3 separate regions of the Ovis aries genome follow, and all the other regions are linked to region 1. Evidence: chromatin contacts called from public Hi-C data. All regions are on one chromosome and are shown on one strand. The core of a region is the stretch at or near the end of the contact, and the rest is flanking DNA. Distances in the headings are between cores, read along the strand shown.

Region 1 (4,411 bases), core at 990-3,489:
TAACACTGTATTCTCTGCCTGAAATACCCAACTCTGGCTACTTGTCACTTATGGGACTTCCCTATAGCTCAGATGGTAAAGAATCTGCCTGTAATGCAGGAGACCCAGGTGCGATCCCTGGGTTGGGGAGATCCTCTGGAGAAGGAAATGGCAACCCACTCCAGTATTCTGGCCTGGAGAACCCCATGGACAGAGGGGCCTCATGGGCTACAGCCCAAGGGGTTGCAAAGAGTCAGACACGACCAAGCAACTGACACAGAAAGGTGACACAAGCTAGGAGCAGGTAAAGTGAATGAGATATATCGAGTATAATTAGGTCACGTTAGGTCACAGGCCTCATCTAAAGAGGGCAACGTCTACTCAGGACTTGAAACTGCTGCCATGCAAATAATCCATCAAAGAAAAGCCAGACATTCAGGTTTTGATGTGAAATTTTAAAATTGAGCAAATATTAAAACCCTGTTCAGTGTACCATTGTGTGTTCACCAAACAAAATACATCAGTAGGCTGTCAGTGTAGACTTTGGTATTAGTTCTGCTAGGCCGAGGGATTCAAAGGTGACCAAGACAGGGCCTCTGACCTGAATGGCTAACCTCTGGGGCTCAGTTCAAACACTAGCCCGGGCAGGAGTGAACAAGTCCTCCACTCTGCTCTCGTAACACCGTGTTTACATGGCACCTGCCACAGTATACCCTTACAGCTAATTGTCTGCTTACTCCCTGAATCATCGGATCCTAGAGGAGCAGGGCTGTCATCTTCGTCCTCGTAATGGCAGCACTGGTACCACTGTGCGAGTACTGGGTACTCAATTATAAATCTATTGAGAGATGTCTATATGTCAACTTGTATCAACCTGATTCCAAATGTTGAAGCTACTTTGTATCTTTCCCCTCCTTAAATGGATATTCTGATCTGAGTAGGCACTACCTTGTTAAATGTGATCTCACTAATGAAGCTGTCTCAGAAAAAGCAAACCTAAATATGGTTTGAGTCATATTTCAGTTGTGTGCTATAATCCTAATACTTTCTCTACAGAGGTTATTTTATAAGATGGTGATCCAAACAAGGGCTGTTTAGAGAAATCCTTGATAAATTCAAGAGACTGTTTTAGTCTACAGACAGATCTTTTTACTTTGGAAAATAAGAAAAAAATGAGTTCATTTGTTCCATTTGCTAATTTCAGGTTGCAGCTTTTTTTCCATTTAACAAAAGCACAAAAAAGTCAGTTTTAATTTTTGTTAGTTATATAATTTCTAGTTATACCATCCAAACATGCTCACAAAGCTAACTTAAGCTAGGCATTGCCAGACTTGGAGGATGTCAATCATTTTCAGTGAACCAAAACACCAAGTACCAGACTTAATAGGGAACTGCTTGACCATCATTGTTATTTCACTCTCAGCTGATCTAATTTTTATACACAAACCCAGTCCAAATATATGCGTGTGCCCTAAATAGCTGCCATCTGTAAAGTTTATAAACATCAATACTGCTGAAAAAGAAACATGTTTTTGTAGTTACTTAGGTGTTGTCAAAATGAAGGAGGGTAAAGATTTTATATCTTTCTATTTGTATAACCAGCAAGTTAGATGGAGAAGGCAATGGCAACCCACTCCAATACTCTTGCCTGGAAAATCCCATGGATGGAGGAGCCTGGTGGGCTGCAGTCCATGGGGTCGCTAAGAGTCGGACATGACTGAGAGACTTCACTTTCACTTTTCACTTTCATGCCTTGGAGAAGGAAATGGCAACCCACTCCAGTGTTCTTGCCTGGAGAATCCCAGGGACGGGGGAGCCTGGTGGGCTGCCGTCTATGGGGTCACCAGAGTAGGACACGACTGAAGAGACTTAGCAGCAGCAGCAGCAATATTTAAGGTGTTAAAAAAATTTAACACAATCTTTACTACTTTGATCTAACACTCTGCGTGATGTTTTGTGCATATGAATTCACCTCTGTGGATGCTTGATTCCTTTATGTTGAGACTCCACGCCTTGTGTTCACTACGACACATGCGTGCTGTAACCCAACCGTGAGGCTTACCTGCAAGCTGTTGAAAATGACGAACAGAACCAACATCCAGAAGTGTCTGTAAGCCATGTGCAGGCCTCCCCAAAGCCATGTCATCGAAATCAGGGCAAAGAGATACAAAACCAGCGGAATTTCTAGACACCATAAAAGAAAAAGAATTTTTGAACTTGAGAATACTTCATAATCATACATGCATACAAAATTACTTTTAGCTCCTTCCTGGAGATACCCTCTGTGCCCAAGTACCTGTTTTGCAAGAACAACCTTGGAAATCCCATTCTTAGGGATTCCAGAGAAGAGGAGGGAACATTGCTGAGTCTACATTCCTTCTGTTCTCTCTCTGCCCTCCAAGGCTGGAGAAGGATGAGACCTGTTCCTCTCCTAGACTACCACCTGCTGGCCTGTTCAGGAAGCGCTGGAGATGCACTCACATTTCGATCCCAGGAAAGGCCCAGTATATAAACCTGCTTTTTACTTTGGAAAATTTACAAGCGCTCTCTATCAGAAAATGGCAGGCAGCAATGTGCTTCCAAAATTACAGCAGCCTAGTCTAACATTTTGAAACATTAATGAACTTGTTTGTATGTAATGGAAACATATGTATTCATACCTTTTTTTTCTGACTGAGTGGACACCAAGCTCTACAGCTGTGGTTAAGAGCAAAGATGACGAGACTGATTCACTACTGTCAAGAGTAAGTTTATTCCACCATTATTTTATCATGAAATTTGTTTTGACAGCTCCCAGAACAGATTTCTTGCGGGCCAAAGGACTTCATTACCCTTTCTACTTTATCTCTGATATTTTGGATTTAGAATAATAATCTTAAAAGAGGAGATAGTAATATGTAAATGGCAAGCCATATAAGATTTGGAAAGTGAATCAGATCTTGTTGTTGTTTAGTCGCGAAGTCATGTCCAACTGCTCTGCAACCCTATGGACTACAGCCCACCAGGCTCCTCTGTCCATGGGATTTTCCAGGCAAGAACGCTGGAGTGTGTTGCTACTTCCTTCTCCAGGGGATCTTCCCAACCCAGGAATCGAAACTACATCTCCTGCTTGGCAGGCAGATTCTTTACCACTGACCTTACCTGGGAAGTCTGTCTTGTAGAGCATCCTTAAATTTGAGTTTGATATTTTCTCATGATTTAGATTATAAACTTAGCCAGAAATCACAGAAGTGATGCTGGGTTCTTTTTACAGCATTCTATTGGTTTCCACAAGAATTCAATTTGTCCTATTATTTAGGCTGTTTGTTTTGGCCACTTGATTAAGGTAGTGGCTGCATGAGTCCTCCACTACAGAGTTAGTCCTTTTTCTTTGGTAATTAGTATGAGCTTGTATGGCATTACTTAGGAACTAGGTAAATATTCTTTCACTAATCGAATATTTGATTTCTTCACTCATTTATTTTTGTCATATAGAGTCTCAATGTAATGGGTTATGGTATACTTTGTTGTTTAGTTGCTAAGTCGTGTCTGACTCGAGACTCCTTGGATTGTAGCCCTTATACTGCTACCTGTTTATTTTGATGTTCAGGTTGTCCTAAGTCTGATTAATGGGAGCCGCTTCAAGATGGTTTCTGTGACTTCTGGTAGGTCATCGTTCTGGGAGCACTTCCTTGCTTCTGACCCAACAAGACATTTCAAGTTCATGTCATACTTCCCCTGCCACAGTCTGGTTTCTTTCAGGGTAGAAGGGTGTTTAGAAACCAAGGTCCAGGGCTGCGTATAGTCTTTGGTATTGGGTTACTGCTGTTCCTAAGTCCTCTCAGAGCTAGAGCATGCATGTCTGAGCGTGTGCTTGCACACACGTGCGTACACACACACACACATCCCTATATCTATCTCTGTATAATGGAAAACATCCTTTTATACCAATACTTCCAATTCCAATCCAATGCCACAATGTTAATTGTAATTTTCTCTTTCTCTGTATTTTAATTTCCTTCTCTGTTGGTATTTCTCGTTATTCCTAAAATATTTACCTATTTGATCAGCTCGAGTTGATTGCAACCAATCTCCCACTGCTGTCGTCTGTCCCTGGCACAGACGGACCCCCCCAAAGCCACTCAAGTTCTCATGAGCCTTGTGAGTACACCCCGCCCTTCACACGGATGCCCCCTCACAATGATGGGGCTGGGACACTCCATCCTGGACACCTTCCAGTGGATGCATACCTTGCTCTATACAGACTAATGGCATTAGAATAGTTCCGGAAGCAAGAAGAAAAAGCAGGGAGGAAGGAACATGAGCATTTTTTTTTTTTTTTTTGAGAAGGAGACCATGATGACATCTTGTGAGATATTCTTTTCACAGGAAAAATGTCAATTGTCTGAGTTATTACCACTACACAGAACAAATAATAATAATATAGCACAAC
Region 2 (4,411 bases), core at 817-3,316, 220 kb after region 1:
ACTACGGACATTATTTTTTAGTTATTCCATGTCACAAGTCAAACAGTGCAGGGTGTTCATGCCACACTGTTTTATCTCTTCTAAAAATATAGTGAAAAACAGGGATTTGACTAACCACTTTCTCCAAAATTAATGTTAAGTGCAATGTGAATCAGAAGGCAACATCCCAAGATATAAATCCTGAGTCTTCTTTTTCACATCCCTAGACATGAGCAAATTTGTCTGCTAGGACACTGAAGAGTTGTCTGTAATTCTATGGTTCTATAATTAAGACTTGTACAAACTTTGCTGCCAAAAAATCACCAGAGTGGGTGGTGAATACAGCCAAGTAAACGCTAATTATGGAAGGCGGGTTTTCTAAGATCTTAAATACAAGAAGCAAAGGCAAGATCAGACAGCTAAGATAGTTACCAAGGCAATATAAATAGCCTTGTCAAACTCAATGTAAGCCCCTCTTTGGTAACAGCTGTTACCTTTCATAGTTCATAGGTACTTTAAAAGCACAATCTGGGATCTTCTACTTAGAATTCAGCAGTTAATTGTCCCCTGAAAAAGAGAGTTATGAAATTTACTCATGTCATTTTCACTCCTGGGAGCAAAATAGGCAAGAGAAGGCCAGTGTTCCAAATAATTTTCCATTTTATGTTTCAGCCCCTCCTCTAATAATATTTTCAAAAGTTCTGCCTGAAATTCAATACAATGTCATTAGCATCTTAAAATGCATGGAAAATCTAAGCATACAGCACAATAAATTTACATAAATTGAATCATGCATACACCAGCAAAGAATCAGGAAACAGCATTTTCTGCACTCTAGAAGTGCACTCACCATCCAAAAAAACAGGAAATTTTATAAAATAGTATTACCAAGTTCTCTCAATAATAACACTATATAGTGTATCCTTACAATCTAGAACTGTAATTACAGCCTTCAGGTAGAAGTGATCATGCTTTTTCCTGTTTACTTATACTTACATCTATGCCCATCTCACTGCTAATCAAGAAGCTGTGGGAACTTTTCATTTGAGCTCAGCCCAAATATCACCTCCTCTAGGAAGACTTTCTTAACCTTCACAGAAAAATTTAAGTCCTCACGTATCTTCACACACAGTCTGTGTTTACACTTACCACACTGCATCAGAGTTATCTATACACACATCTACTGTTTTAGACTGTGAGTACCTTATGGACAGAAAAGGCATTTAATTTCATCTTGATCTGCCTTCTGGGCTTTAAAAACTATACAGTTTAAAATGCATGCTAATGAATGACTCAGTGTTTTCCATGTTATTTCTTCTGCCATAGACAGCTTTTCAAAAAAGAAACTTTTACCAAATTGTATTCTATAACACTAAATGAAGCAAAATATATTATCCAGATGTCTTAAAATGTCTATCATTTTAATGCCCTCCATATAAAGGATCTGTAACACAGCATATTTTATCCAGATTAAACTAAAATGTGCTGCTGCTGCTGTTAAGTCGCTTCGGTCGTGTCCGACTCTGTGCGACCCCATAGACAGTAACCCACCAGGCTCCCCAGTCCCTGGGATTCTCCAGGCAAGAACACTGGAGTGGGTTGCCATTTCCTTCTCCAATGCATGAAAGTGAAAAGCGAAAGTGAAGTCGCTCAGTAGTGTCCAACCCTCAGCGACTCCATGGACTAATTTTAATATAAACATTATATATACATTTACAATATATTTACATGTACAAATTGCCAACATGATGCTTCTTAATAAGCAGCAGCTATTTTCTTTGTGAGTGGTGATATTAAGGCAATTATCTATAGAAGGGATAAAGGAGCTCAAAAACGTTACACTGCTTAGACCTGATACTCTCATTTGCTCTTACGGTCTCCTTTTTCATCCTTCTCCACTACAAAACTAAGCAAGCTTATTTCAACTAGGGTGAGATTAAATTTTACTTATACACTCAGCTCAAGGATCACAGAAGAAGAAACGAACATTGCATGAAAGTGGGAAATCCCACGCTCTCCTACCTGTGTACCTAAGCTGGCTGCCAGCATGTGAGTCAGAAGTTTAGCCGCAAACATGGAATACCTGGCACAGAAGATATGGGAAAGAACAGCCAGGCAGAGACCTGCAGGAACAAAAGAGCCCGTGTGTGGTTTTACAATCCATGAACAAACAGGAGCATGGTTAAATCTTCAGAGGGTAAGCACAATATCTTGGTGCTTACAGTACAAAGTCGCGTAGCACAATATTTCTGGGGACGTTCATGTTTCAATTTCAACCCACTCCACTTGACCAGACATATAAAATCCTCATACTTCTCAATTAAGCCCAAAGGGGAACTTTACATTTCAAATATCTACTTGTTTACTTCCCTACTAAAAAGAAAGCACAAATTAAGCTGATTAATAATTTCATAAAACTTCTGGTAATACATCAGGCAGGTATTACTGCTTAAGAAAAGAATCAAATTCCAATCTAAATTTTCTAAGAATGGGTGCCTTGGCTAAATAGATGTATTTGTGGAGGTGAATAGGTGAATTTTTCAGGCATAAAATTGGGATTGATGCTACCAAAACTCAGGTTTGGTAATTACCCCTTTTATCTACTAAGAATAGTTAGGCAATTACAAAAGTGGTGATTATGAATTTTAAAAGCAACCTTACACTCCTGGGTGCCAAAACCAGGAACAAAATGTGTTCTTTCCCACCAAGATGGTTTTTAACCTAAATATCTACGTTTCTAAGTGGTGTTGAAAACATTATTATTTTCTTTGAATCTACCTGAACTCACCTACCTACACTACTTCAAGGGAATGATCAGAATCTCAGGACTAACCCATAATTTTTTTATCTTGCAATTTGTATAAGTTTATTTTAATATTAGTTTAAGATTTTGTATGCGGGCCATTTTTAAAGTCTTTATTGAATTTGTTACAATATTGCTTATGTTTTGAGGTTTTGGCCATGGATACACGATCTTAGCTCCCCAACTAGGGACTGAACCAACACCCGCCGGCATTGGAAGGAGAAGTCTATACCACTGGACTGCCAGGGAAGTCCCTAGTATTAGGTTTTAAATGCAGAATGTATATATTAATTAAAAGATTTCCTGACTTTTAAAAATTTAAGTGTGCTGCATAAAGCAACGCATTTGCTTTATCACTTAGGCCTTTTACTCCACTCTCACCCTCTGCAGGGTTATTTTGTCTAGAAGTATTGACACATAACAACCAGCTTGTGTATGTTGCTTTGCCCTATGTTTTCCATGCATTATCTCATTCAGCGCCCCCCCTGGCAAAAGAAGCTGCATTTATTTTGTTTCCTCATTATCTTTTCTGAAGCGATGGAACATACCCACATGTTGGCATAAGCTGACTGGGCAGCTGCAAAATGCCCACGTGAGGTCTGTGACTACTCATCAGCACAGAAATGCCTCTCAGAAGTCCTTTCGGGAAAAGCTCTCAGTATGTTTAGGTTTGCAAAAGGTAGACAAAGTTTCACACAGGAAGTGAGGCTCTGCATTAGTCAAGGCTTTCGGCCTAGAAATTTGGCCAAGAGATCCGCAGTAATCCATTTTTTTGGAAGGTTGCCATGAGGCATTCTGGGACAGGTGTGCAGGTCCTGAGGGTGCCTCCCAAATCCACCCACAAAGGTATACAGTGTACCCAGAAACTGCATCTTTGCTTAGGCAGCTTATAAACTATTAAAGCTGTTGCTCCAAACTCACCAAAGTACACTTTGCATTTCTATGATGATCAGAGCCACCTTAAACTCAAAGTTCAAGTTGAGTGTGAGAGAGAGAGAGACTGAGTGTGTGTGTATGTCTCTGTGTGTAATACACTGACTAAAAAGCAGGGCCTTGCAAGTCTCATTTCATTGTAGGCCACATGATGACAAATATGTGCTTTTCTGTGAGCTTACCATGGTGGATGGTAACAATATGAGGCAAGGGGATTTGTGTTGGGCAAAGGAAAAATACTCCTGAATCAACTGCTTTTTCTAGATCCCCAAAAGAGCTTATTCACAGCCTTTCCCCCTAAGTTGGTAATTCTCCATTATACTCCCATTTCGTGATATAAATTTAGCACACTTAAACTTGACCAGATCAAGAATATTTAATTAAGTCTACGAAGCTGTAATTAAAAATGCTAGCATGATGCCTGGTAGGAGTCCAGGACTCAAAGCCAGGGGCAGGAAAATGGGCTGGACTCTGATAGCTTGTAACTATGATGTATGATGTTATTTAAGTGCTTATTTTATTTAGGAAAAAAGGACGCAGCGAAAAAAGCCTCAGGCAGCCTGGCCTCAGCTGACCTTGGAAGAGTTACTGAATACCTTAGATGTAAAGAAATAAATACTTTGGTTACCGAGTTCCTAAAGACTAAGTATTTATCTTTTATTCTCTCATCTGATATTGAAGAACTATATTTAGCAT
Region 3 (4,411 bases), core at 624-3,123, 150 kb after region 1:
TCTCTTCAATAACAGAAGTTTGAAATTGTCTGGAAATTAAATAGCTGTATTAATTACATCTCTAAGATGCACAGCGTGATTTTTTTTTCTGACACCACTAATGACTTTAATTTAATTTTATGTGCATCCTTATGACAAGGGGACTGCTTATAGCAACATGGGACCAGCCACAATAAGACTGACTTTCACATGCCACTAAAAAAATGTTCTCTATGGTCTGGTGATTCTCAACGGGATTTATGTTTATGTATATATGCTACACACCATCCTTACAGTCTCTGATAATTTTAGGAAATTGAAAACTCTTAACACAAATCACTGATTACTTTTTGTAACACTGCATTCTGTTATGGCTTAATATCCTCAACATTTCACAACTGAGATAAAATTAGGGATCTATATGTTTTTACTTAAGAGAAAAAAATATTGGGGAAAGAATCACTATTTTAAAGGCATTATTAGAACTTTTAATAAAAGTTCTGCATTTTAATAAAGACTGCATTTTTCTAACAAATTAAACACCTCTGGCCACAAAACAATACCTAGAAAAACAGGTACCAACCAAAACGTCTGGAAGTTTTTGTTATTGTTTTAACAACAATAAAAAAGGCCTGCTTTCACTAGCAAAAAAGGGCTGTGTGTTTGCATCTTTAGCTCAGAAACAGAAAAAGTGAATATCCCAACAAGGTTTATTGGGAAAGTCTTCTGGGTGCTTTGATAAATGAGCTTGGAAAGAGCGCCTCCTAGTGGGCGGACTTGCTCAATGTAGAAGTGACAAGGTGGAAAAGTACCTTTCACGTGAAAATGAAATGGGAAATCATACTCCTAATGAAAACAAATTCACAGCCTTGCAAACTCATTTCCGAGCAAATGACCACTTCCTTGAATTCTCTCGCCTGTTAAAATGATTACATACAGATTTATCCTTGAGGAAGATAAGCTAAAATGAAGGACTAACTTTTCAGTAATTGTCTAACAGTGCTTGAGAAACCCTTTCTGGCAAGTGGAAAATTTCTAACAATTTACGTGGTGAAGGAAAATAAAACCACGTGAGTAAAGTAAAAACATAAAGTGAGAGTTCTTTATGGTCCTTCCTATTCTAACTTTGTACCTCAGCTCCTCTGAACCACTTATTTTATGACCAATTTCAATTAAGGTGTTAAGATTCCAAGCGGTCAAATTTAGATTAGCGGTAAATTGTCAGTGAATTTTCTCTCAGTTGGTATATAGCAAAGATTTTCAAGTATGTGCCTATTCAGAGATAGTGATTTCATATCTGTCCACCATCAAGGAAACACACCTAATTATAAATTAATCAAAGAAGAAGAAATGGCAAGTTATTGAAATATTTCTCTTCAGAAATTGTGTTGTCACTTGCATGCTGCTGAATCTTCTCTACTTTCCATACTTCAATTTAATCATTATATTAAATTTAGCTCTAAAGTACTGATGAAAGCAAAAAGTTGTTTATTCTTAATCTCTGATTTTAAAAGATTCACCAATTTCTAAGTAAAATTATATCACTTTTAAGAAACATTTCGCCCAGTGATATTTATCAATTTGCTGAATTAAAAATAAAAGACATTAACTTTACAGAAGCTGCATTAAGTGAGTTAGCTGTGTTCTTGGATAAATGACTGTTTTTCAATAACTGATGCCTTTCCTACCACCTCTCTCCTCTTAAACCTGCATTGTTTCCCCATCAATGGTAAAATTACAAGCTTCTTGGACACCTGGATCTTGATGACAAGCTCCTGCTTACCAGTCCAGTTTCACCTTGCACTTTGGCCCAATTTTACTTTATACTCACTCCAGTCATCTTCAACTGAACTTTGATCTCTTTCTCCATCAACGCATGACACATTCTATCAGAACTGCCTGTGTTTATCGAGGCTACTTGCTCTACCTGGACACACTGCAGACAGTATCTCCTCTTCCCTTCCTCCTTCAACTGACCTATCAAAAGTCTACTGAGCTAATCTTTGCATGATCAGTTGCGATATCACCTACTCGAAGTCACCTTCGGATGAATGCAGTGGTTGCTTCTCTGAGCTCTCATGGCGCCTGTTCAGAAGTCATACTTTAGCAGTGACACTCTGTAGTAAATCAACCTGTTTTGCTTTCCCCTTTTCAAAGGCAGGTACTGTTTATCCCTAGCCCTGTGCACCATACACTGTCTATAGTGGATGTTATGCAAGTGCTAATTGAGTTGGGTAATCTATATTATATAGGATCTCACATCATGAGAAATGTTTCTTTCAAATCTAGGTAAAATTATTATAATTAAACTTGAAACCACAGTATTTCCTCTTTTCCGTTAAATGGAATGGTTCATAAAAGTGCAAGACCAAGCTGATTAGGATAATAAAATTATCACATGAGCATAGGATAATTATATTGCCCACTCAGAAATTTGGACTTGTGGAAATCTGAAAAAAATTTTCTAATATTTAAAAAATTAAAACTTTAGCCAATATTGGCATTCAGACACTCTTTATTTGGGTAAAAAACGTAATTACACATGCAAAAACAATATTGCACTTACGTAAATTCACACATTCAGTTCAGTTCAATCGCTCAGCTGTGTCCGACTCTTTGTGACCCCATGAATCACAGAATGCCAGGCCTCCCAAACCCATGAATTGCAGCATGCCAGGCCTCCCTGTCCATCACCAACTCCCAGAGTTCACTCAGACTCACGTCCATTGAGTCAGTGATGCCATCCAGCCATCTCATCCTCTGTCGTTCCCTTCTCCTCCTGCCCCCAATCCCTCCCAGCATCAGAGTCTTTTCCAATGAATCAACTCTTCGCATGAGGTGGCCAAAGTACTGGAGTTTCAGCTTTAACATCATTCCTTCCAAAGAAATCCCAGGGCTGATCTCTTTTAGAATGGACCGGCTGGATCTCCTTGCAGTCCAAGGGACTCTCAAGAGTCTTCTCCAACACCACAGTTCAAACCCATCAATGCTTCGGCGCTCAGCTTTCTTCACAGTCCAACTCTCACATCCATACATGACCACTGGAAAAACCATAGCCTTGACTAGACGGACTTTTGTTGGCAAAGTAATGTGTCTGCTTTTGAATATGCTATCTAGGTTGGTCATAACTTTCCTTCCAAGGAGTAAGTGTCTTTTAATTTCATGGCTGCAATCACCATCTGCAGTGATTTTGGAGCCCCCCAAAAATAAAGTCTGACACTGTTTCCACTGTTTCCCCTTGAATTTGCCATGAAATGACAGGACCAGATGCCATGATCTTAGTTTGCTGAATGTTGAGCTTTAAGCCAACTTTTTCACTCTCCTCTTTCACTTTCATCAAAAGGCTCTTTAGTTCTTCTTCACTTTCTGCCATAAGGGTGGTGTCATCTGCATATCTGAGGTTATTGAGATTTCTCCCGGCAATCTTGATTCCAGCTTGTGCTTCTTCCAGCCCAGCATATCTCATGATGTACTTTGCAGATAAGTTAAATAAGCAGGGTGACAATATACAGCCTTGATGTACTCCTTTTCCTATCTGGAACCAGTTTGCTGTTCCATGTCCAGTTCTAACTGTTGCTTCCTGACCTGCATACAGGTTTCTCAAGAGGCAGGTCAGGTGATCTGGTATTCCCATCTCTTTCAGAATTCACACATTAAATGCCAAGTTATAAAAATCTATGTACAAAACTATCAAACGATGAAAGGGCTTCACCACTTGGTCATTATGAACTGTGCAGAAGACTGCGTAGGATGTTCTTGGACAAATAAGCCCATAATGCAAAGCATTATTTTAAGTTGACATTCTTATTCACTATATTTGTTTTTTATTCACAGTTTGCCAAAGGGACCTATCAAATTCTATTAGACCAACACGGAAAGTAAGTATTGGCATCACTGCTTCTCACTTTCTATGAGAAAGCTGCACATCAGTTTCTACAGCTCAGGAAGCTCTTGCATCAAGAATCACACCAGGGTCTGTCCTTATACGAGGACTGTTACAAAACATATTTGTTTTCCAAACAGTTTTGGGTATATCATATTAAAGAAAACAGAAACAAAAAACAAAAGAAATCGTACCAGGTCAGTCCATTCAATGGAAATCCAAACCCCATGGCTGAATTTAATGCAAATTTAAATACAGATTCAGTTTAGTCGCTCAGTCGTGTCTGACTCTTTGTTACCCTATGAACTGCAGCACACCAGGCCTCCCTGTCCATCACCAACTCCTGGAGTTTATTCAAGCCCAAGTCCATTGAGTTGGTGATTGGCCACCTTAAATTCATCTATTTTAAGGCAGAATCAGTTCAGTTCAGTCACTCATTGTACCCGACTCTGTGACCCCATGGACTGTAGCATGCCAGGCCTCCCTGTCCATCACCAACTCCCAGAATTTACTCAAACTCACGTCCATTGAGTCGGTGATGCCATCCAA

Evidence for each region. A called contact is a pair of places that touch in the nucleus more often than the background predicts.
Region 2: a Hi-C map of tail adipose tissue shows a contact between it and region 1, with 3 times the contacts expected there. The contact joins two enhancer-like sites. A contact is called at or near these places in 3 of 16 Hi-C or Micro-C datasets (mixed tissues, omental adipose tissue and tail adipose tissue).
Region 3: a Hi-C map of liver shows a contact between it and region 1, with 4 times the contacts expected there. The contact joins two enhancer-like sites. A contact is called at or near these places in 4 of 16 Hi-C or Micro-C datasets (liver, omental adipose tissue, retroperitoneal adipose tissue and 1 more).

Annotation. Positions count from the first base shown.
Region 1 is chr5:88,240,564-88,244,974 of ARS-UI_Ramb_v3.0, reverse strand. It overlaps ADGRV1 (adhesion G protein-coupled receptor V1), which reads right to left. Exons shown (of 90, transcript XM_027970511.2): 87 at 2,042-2,163. Among named protein-coding and RNA genes, the nearest start is that of ARRDC3, 260 kb to the left of the region's middle. Within about 2 kb of position 2,239, at least 8 of the 54 cell types and tissues checked have an H3K27ac peak or open chromatin away from gene starts, as enhancers often do. A contact at or near this core is called in liver, where this site is marked.
Region 2 is chr5:88,015,701-88,020,111 of ARS-UI_Ramb_v3.0, reverse strand. ADGRV1 (adhesion G protein-coupled receptor V1) reads right to left here. Exons shown (of 90, transcript XM_027970511.2): 83 at 2,002-2,102. Among named protein-coding and RNA genes, the nearest start is that of ADGRV1, 260 kb to the right of the region's middle. Within about 2 kb of position 2,066, at least 6 of the 54 cell types and tissues checked have an H3K27ac peak or open chromatin away from gene starts, as enhancers often do.
Region 3 is chr5:88,093,268-88,097,678 of ARS-UI_Ramb_v3.0, reverse strand. The region is part of intron 83 of ADGRV1 (adhesion G protein-coupled receptor V1); the gene reads right to left. Among named protein-coding and RNA genes, the nearest start is that of ADGRV1, 330 kb to the right of the region's middle. Within about 2 kb of position 1,873, at least 3 of the 54 cell types and tissues checked have an H3K27ac peak or open chromatin away from gene starts, as enhancers often do. A contact at or near this core is called in liver, where this site is marked.